Linked DNA regions of Sus scrofa: region 1 is linked to region 2. Evidence: chromatin contacts called from public Hi-C data. All regions are on one chromosome and are shown on one strand. Each heading gives the region's core, a stretch centred on a gene start, on an enhancer-like site or on the middle of the called end of the contact. The rest is flanking DNA. Distances are from core to core; before and after follow the strand shown. Region 1 holds the start of ARGFX (arginine-fifty homeobox). Region 2 holds the start of SLC15A2 (solute carrier family 15 member 2).

Region 1 (3,869 bases), core at 116-2,615, 300 kb before region 2:
ACTAAATCTCAGAAAATAGAGAACAAAGCACTGTTACACAGGGCTCAGCCTCCTAGTCAAGACCTGGGATCTTTTTTGTTTGTTTGTTTATTTGTTTGCTTTTTAGGGCCACATTTGCAGCAGATGGAGGTTCCTAGGCTAAGGGTTGCAGCTGCTAAGAGTGTAGCAGTTGGCCTATATCGCAGCCACAGCAATGCTGGATCCAAGCTGTGTCTGCCACCTACATCGCAATACCGGATCCTTAACCCACTGAGCAAGGCCAGGGATCAAACCTGTGTCCTCATGGATGCTAGTTAGATTTGTTAACTGCTGAGCCCTGACAGGAACTCCAAGACCTGGGACCTTTACCTCCTGGATTCCAAGCCTGGTTGGGGCAAAGTTATGGGAAATTCACAGCTGTGTTTTTGGGGATTTGAGCCCGGAGACAAGAGCACAAAGTAACCACTCCATCTCTATCTCTTTTCTACAGCGAAATGGAAGAAGCCTCATGAACGTACCTCATTCACCCACACACAGTATGAAGCGTTGGAGGCGCTGTTTGGCTATAACATGTTTCCAGACAAAAATCTCCAGAGAAAACTTGCTTTAAAACTCAACCTACCAGAGTCAACAGTTAAGGTCTGTCTGATCTTTTGAGATGTGTTTGAACCTCCATCCAAAATCACATTCTACCATTCAGCCTGGAAATTCCCTCCAAAACACAATAGTTCCCTTATTCAACATCTACTGTGCACTACTATTGCGCTGGGCATGTTGCATATGATTACTTTAATAGCATCTAGTTTAAAAGGTGAGGAAAACTGAAGGTCAGGAGCAAAGTGACTGGCTCACAGAGTTAGCCCATAGTATAACTGGAATTAGAAATCCAGGGGTCTCATATGATAAATTAGAGAAAGGGTTCTTATCCACATTCCTCACTTAGGGTCTTAACAAGCAAAACTCTGCTGTTTTGTTTATTCACAGCACCACCAATTGGCAAATAACTTTCCCAACCTCTGAATCTGCTAGAGCCCCAAATTTTTGTTAGAATATTCCTTACTTCAAAGTCCTTCTAACATAATCCTTGAAAATCCTTCAGTTCAAATTCCCCACCTCTCCCTAGATCCCTGAACTTGGCTTCTCTTCTCTGGAGTTCAGTATCCTTTCTCTGAACTTCCCAGCACAATCTCTGAAATATACCCCCTTTCTCTGCCTCTTTCTCTGGGGCCCCATCCTGATCTCTCACTGTTTCTATTGACTCCATTTATACCAACTTCTGCTTACCAGAACTCAGTGTCATGACGTGGAGAGGACATGAGGGCTACAATCTGGCTTTTTTTCACCCAGGAGAAGCCTCAAACTCCTTCTCCAGTAACGGACCATAACCTCCTCTCTTCTCCCACTCCCAGATTTGGTTCAGGAACCGGAGGTTCAAAATGAGGAAGCAGCAGCAACAAAAGCAGCAGCAATCACTCAAGCCACCAAACCAGACCCTTCCAGCCAAGAAGACACCCACAGCATCAACTAGTCCTCATTCTTTTTTCCCTGAAGTTTCAGATTCCTCTATCTTCCTATCAACTCGGCCCTTGGGCCCTTTCCAGTGTGCAGGGAATTCTACCATCACTGAGAGTCCTACAAGCGATGTCCAAATGCAAGATCCTCAATTGGAGAGACTAGTGGCTTCAGTTCCTGCTTTATACTCTGATGCCTATGACATAGACCAAATCATGAAACTGTACAGTTTTCCTGATGACAATGAGCTAGACAGTTCTTCATTCCACTCTCTATATCAGTATCTTTCACCAATAAGGCCCAGTTAGAACAGAGTTCCTCTTAGAATCTTTGCTGGATCAGGTGTAGCTTTATCTCCTGAGCAAACCTGGTTCAGTATGACAAGCTGGAGCTTTGCAACCCATAGTCTAAGAGACAGCCTGGAATTCCAAAAGTCCTCCAGTGTGGTATACATTTCAATTTCTCTGATCAAAGCACTAACAAATTCCAGACAGTATAGAAAAGGATCTTCTTGCATCTTGTATATGCCTCTTTCCTTTGTCTTAACCCAAATATCTGGCTTAGTGTTACCTGGATTTCTATGCAAATGTAAAAGCTATTTTCTCCCAAGTGTAGCTCAGTACTACATAATTAGCCCCACAATTCTCCCTAGAGAAGGCCTTTCTAGTCCCTTAGATGGCCAATGAGACTCCAAAATTCTCTCTTCTCAAAACTATCTTTGACATTTTAAAAGAAGGTCGGCAGCCTTTAGGGATCATCCTTACTTTTTTTTTCTTTTTGGCCACACCCACGGCATGTGGAATTTGCCCAGCCAGAGATTGAACCTGAATCACAGCAGTGACAAAGTCTGATCATTAACTACTAGACCACCAGAGAACTCCAGGTGTCATCCACATTTTTTTTTTTTTTTGGTCTCTCTCTCTGTTTTTTTTTTTTTTTCCTGGGGCTGCACCCTCAGCATATGGAAATTCCCAGACTAGGGGTCAAATCAGAGCTACAGCTGCTGACCTATGCCACAGCCACAGCAGCTTGGGATCCAAGCCACATCTGCGACCTATACCACAGCTCATGGCCACACCACATCCTTAACACAATAATCCAACCTGTCCTCATGGATACTAGTCAGGTCCGTTAAATGCTGAGCCATGACAGGAACTCTGTCATCCACTTTTTTTGATAGCAGGTTATAAACTCACACATTTCCAACAGTCAGATTTTTAGAATGGCAGTTAAGCTATATTTTCCATCTACATGATTAACTTACAGAATTAAAAGCATTTCTCAAAACCAATAATGAATAAACATAATAAATCCTCTCAATGAAAAATATAGAGTATCTAGGAATTAATCAAGAAAATTAAGTTATCTATACAGAAAACTTCAAAACAGAAATACAAAATATTTTAAACAAAAGGCTTTTGAAGCCATAAAATAATCAATATAAAAGAGTTAAAATCATATAAAGTTTGTTTTCCAAACACAATGGATTAAAATTAGAAATCAAGAGAATTTAGAAAATTCACAAGTATATGGATATTAAAAAGCACACTCTTGAATAACAAATGGGTAAAGAAAAAAATCAGAAAGAAAATTAGGAAATATGCAAATATGAATGAAAACAAAAACACAATATATCAAAGCTTATAGGATGATGCCAAATCAGTGCTTAGAAAGAAATTTACAGCTGAAAAAAACCTATATTTAAAGAATAAGGATGAACCACAAAAGACCCAGAATTGCCAAAGCAATACTGAGGAACAAAAACCAAGCAGGAGGTATAACTTTCCCAGACTTCAGGCAATATTACAAAGCCACAGTCATCAAGACAGTGTGGTACTGGTACCAAACAGACATACAGACCAATAGAACAGAATAGAGATCCCAGAAATAAACTCAAGACACCTACATTCAATTAATTTTTGACAAAGGAGGCAAGAACATAAAATGGGAAAAAGACAGTCTTTTTAGCAAATATTTCTAGGAAACATGGACAGCTGCATGCAAATCAATGAAACTGGAACACACCTTCAGACCATGCACAAAAATAAACTCAAAATGGCCTAAAGACTTAAACATAAGACATGACACCATCAAACTCCTAGCAGAGAACATAGGCAAAATATTCTCTGACATCAACCTTACAAATGTTTCCTCAGTTCGGTCTCCCAAGGCAACAGAAATAAAAGAAAAATAAACCAATGGGACCTAATCAAAGGAAACCAAAAAAAAAAAAAAAAGACAACATACAGAATGGGAGAAAATGATTTCAAATGAGGCAACTGACGAGAGTTTAATCTCTAAAATATACAAAAAACTTATACAACTCAACAGCAAAAAATCCAACAACCCAATGGAAAAAAGAAAAAGAAAAATGGGCA
Region 2 (4,048 bases), core at 455-2,954:
AAGAATTTCATCTAAACAAAGGAGTATGAGAACCAATGCCAATACTCTAAAGTTTGATATTTAGGGCACCTATGAGCACAAATGAATTGGTGCTTTGTTCACAGGTGCTATTCCATTTGCTCTGCCAGATCAAATGCTATCAAGTCAGAGCAAGGGGAGCCACTGATATAATTAGATCTTAAAGACATTTGTGCCTCTAGTGGTTAACTTGACCAGTAACTTCTGACTGTTCATTTGTTTTGCATCTAGAGTCATTAACCAAACTAGGTCAGAAAGGGCAGTGCTTCCTGAAAGAATAACTACAGCTTAATCATTAATGTCACAGTCTGAAATGAAGCTGGACTCTTTTTCATTGGTGGGAGAGAAGTGGGATAAGAGGTATACTAGAAGCTGGGAAAATATGGTCAAAGTCTAAGATAGAGTTTAGGAAAGAGAGGATAGAGTTTATTCTGGCCTTACTTGTCAACAAATTACTCAAACAGGTAATGGAAGAACTTTACAGGGAATAGAGTCATAGGTTCTCTCTCATATTCTAAAATAAAATAATTCATTCCCCTGTTTCCTGACTTCCTTGTTGGTTTAGTCTTCATTTTTCTTCTTGCTGTCTTGCCATTATTTTCCTTTCTCTTTTGACTGACAGCTAGATGGACACCATACTCTCTTGTTCTTATTTTGCCTCTTTGACTTAGCAAAAATCATACTGTAAAAAGTACATCTATCATTGTCATGGCTGTTCTTGTTCCTCCTCTGATAGGAAATAAATATTATATTCTGGAGTCACTGGGAAGTCCATTCACTGAAAATTAAGGAAAATGATGTTTGTAATAGTAACTAGAAAATATCTGGTTCCTAATTTTTATGCAAATTAAATTGTATTTCCTCATGTCATGAAGGATTCATCTTGACGTGAGAAAATAAATTTATCAAAGTAGAAGAATTATTCCCAAATGTACATGACCAAGACCTATTTAATTGCTTATAGGATATTTCTAGTTGAACTTTATTATGTTGAAAACCAAATGTTTTTTTCTATCCAAATTCATTTTGGAGATGACCTTCCCTCTTCAATGCATTTCAGTTCCCCCGCATTCCTATGTTCCTATGTTTACATTTCCATATAGCCTCCATTCCCGAGAAAGGACCATAGGCTTTACTGATACTAATCTATATGTAATGGCATACCGAAAATTCCAGATCTGCTGCTTACTGGCCACATGATATTGGGCAAATTACATAACCTGTTGTTTATTAGTTCCTTAAAACGAGGATAGTAGTAAGAATTAAAACATATGGGTATAGATATAATATATGTATGTATATATAAACTTTGCCCATAGTAGATGTGCAACAAGTGGTGGCTATTATTACCCTGAAATCAATTTTGAAATCTGTGCTCCAGGCTATGCTCCAGGTCTGTGTAGTCTTACTAATTTTCATCCATTTGCAGTTCTCCAGCATTATGCTCTTCCAGCCCATGATGTGGTGTTCTTCCTTGTGCTCTACCTTTAACATAATCATTCTTTGAACTAGTCTCTAAGACTCGATCCTTTCTTTTATATAGCTTTCTACTTTGCAGGCAGCTGCTGAAGCCCGACACCCACGGGGTTAAACCTAGTTGCCGAAGCCACCCCCTCTTCCCCTCCCAGTCCCCCTTTTCACAGTAGCCTGGCAGCTGTCCGACTGCCTACCAAAGCCAAATGCTTGAAGAGAGAGAGAGTAAGGAGCCAGCCATGAATCCCTTCCAGAAAAATGAATCCAAGGAAACACTTTTTTTACCTGTCTCCACTGAAGAAGTACCACCTCGACCCCCCAGCTTTCCAAAGAAGCCATCTCCGGTGAGTCCTCAGATTCAGTTCTGCCTCTGACAGGAACATACTTGCTCTTTTGGTTCTCCTCCTTGGCCTCTAGAGTTTCAGGCTGAGCTGTGTTACAGTGTTAAAAACTCTTCTCTCTCTCGGATTTAGAGTTAACCTGTAAACCAAGTCTAAACAGAAGTTTCCTTTACTTAGGAGAGGATGCAGCAGAAAGAGGTAGTCAGAGTTCTTCAATTGGCATCTAAGACTTTGATGTGTTTCATTGTATACTCTGAGTTTCTCTAGGGTGGGAAAAAAAGCACTTTGAGCGTCCAGGGAAACTTGGCAAGCACTCCTTTCTGGAGAACTGTGTGTGATTGTTCTTTCTTTACTAATATAAAAACTCAACCCTTAGTTCCCCCTGTGTGTAGAGTCTATGCTGGACACCAAGGTCTGTTATTATGTGTTTCAGTTTACAGTGGGGGAAGGAACAGGGAAACAAGGAAGTGATAATAATGTTTTGTATACGTGTTAAAGCACTTGCAAATTCATTATCTCGTTTCAATCTTCATATCAAAATCCTATAAGTGGAGAGGATATAGAAATATTAGCCAGTATTTAATGAGTTCTTACCACAAAGAGGTGGTAGTGTTCTAGAGGTGGTAGTTTCTTTGGAATAATAGAATTGAAGTATAAAGACAAGTGTAGTGATACACCGGGGGCAGTATGTTAACACAGCCAATGACAGTGTTACATAGCTAGTAAAAGTGTGCTAATTAAACTTGAAGTTGCATAATTCTCAAACTGTGAGCTAAAAGGTAAAGAACTTAATTCACTGTATCTTTCAAGCAAGTTTTTAATCATACATTAATGTATATTAATATTTAGGAGGGTTGTTTATATCTATATGGATAAAAGATTGGATACATTAATGTATTAATTTATCATTTATTTATTTAGTTATATCTCTTCTGGTCCCAAAGAATTTAAGCTTGCTCACAAAGATGTGTGTGTGTGTGTATCTTATTAATAAGAAGAGACCATAAAAATCTCATGGTAAGATTTGGTTGAACCAAGAACAGATATCTCCATCCCTCTCTCATGTTAGTTGGGCCATCATAATGGGTAGGAATTTGAAATGAAACATGATATTCCTTATATTCTGACAGATAATGCTTGAAATAGCATAGTACTTTTAATGCCCAATAGGATTACCATTAAAATGCTGTAGAATCTCTTTTATAGAAAGAATGGACATTTAATTTGACAAGATTTAAGAACTCTGCCCAAGGTGAAGGTATTCAATCAGCTTACCTTTAAGAATCTGTATTGGGCTCTGTGCCTGGCTCTAGTAGCCACTTAGAGGGAGGCCTTCATATTGCCAGGATTCCTCCAAGCACAGTGAACAGGGCAGGTGAGGACAGAGGTTAATCTGCACAGTGGAGCTAAGTATACTGACAGCTAAGTGTAACTGCTTAGACATCAGATGCTCTAGAGGACAACTCTTGGTTCTGTTCCTAGAAATGAATTTCATTATTCTCCTGCCTGGGGCGCTGGATGTTTCATTTAGTACTTGTGGGAAGATGAACAGGTCCTGGTGTCTAGAATCATGGATGCCTGAGAAGTTCCATGTTAAATGAATGATGAACAAAGTAATATTCAGAATAGTTTCTCTTACTCCTAAATCAGCAATGCAAATACTTTTAGTATGGTACCGGCTGTTTCATGAGAAATAGGGGCCATTGCTTCATATTACCTATTATGGTGACTTTAAAGAGTGATTTTAAAAAATAAATTTTAAAAAAATCGAGTTCCCTAATGGCCTAGACTAAGGATCTGGTATTGTCACTGATGTGGCTCGGGTCACTGCTATGGTGCGGGTTCAGTCCCTGGCCCAGGAGTTTCTGCATGCCATGGGCATGGCCGAAAAAAAAAAAAAAAAAAGAATAAATAAATGTTTTTTTTCCTGTTGTGGAGCAATCTAGTGGTTTAAGTAAGGAAATATAGTTCATACTTGAACCACTGCCTTTTTGTTTTACAGAAAATCTGTGGCTCCAACTATCCATTGAGCATTGCCTTCATCGTGGTGAATGAATTTTGTGAGCGCTTTTCCTATTATGGCATGAAAGGTAATTTTGTGTCCTAGAGTCCTGCTCTTCTGCACTCACTTTCACCCCATGTTTGTAACAACCTGGTCTTCTATGCAGTTACTTCCCTTGTCTACTCTTTCTGCCTTCATCCAATTGGTCCTTTCC

What was found. A called contact is a pair of places that touch in the nucleus more often than the background predicts.
Region 1: a Hi-C map of liver shows a contact between it and region 2, with 6 times the contacts expected there. The contact joins the promoter of ARGFX here to the promoter of SLC15A2 in region 2. A contact is called at or near these places in 1 of 5 promoter capture datasets (liver) and 4 of 47 Hi-C or Micro-C datasets (embryonic fibroblasts, liver, retroperitoneal adipose tissue and 1 more).

The regions. Positions count from the first base shown.
Region 1 is chr13:138,925,887-138,929,755 of Sscrofa11.1, reverse strand. ARGFX (arginine-fifty homeobox) reads left to right here and starts at 1,365. Exons shown (of 1, transcript XM_013980898.2): 1 at 1,365-2,365. The coding sequence starts at 1,365. The coding sequence ends at 2,177.
Region 2 is chr13:138,630,204-138,634,251 of Sscrofa11.1, reverse strand. SLC15A2 (solute carrier family 15 member 2) reads left to right here and starts at 1,704. Exons shown (of 22, transcript NM_001097514.1): 1 at 1,704-1,835; 2 at 3,835-3,922. The coding sequence starts at 1,731. It overlaps EAF2 (ELL-associated factor 2), which reads left to right. Exons shown (of 6, transcript XM_013980937.2): 6 at 1,577-1,711. The coding sequence ends at 1,587.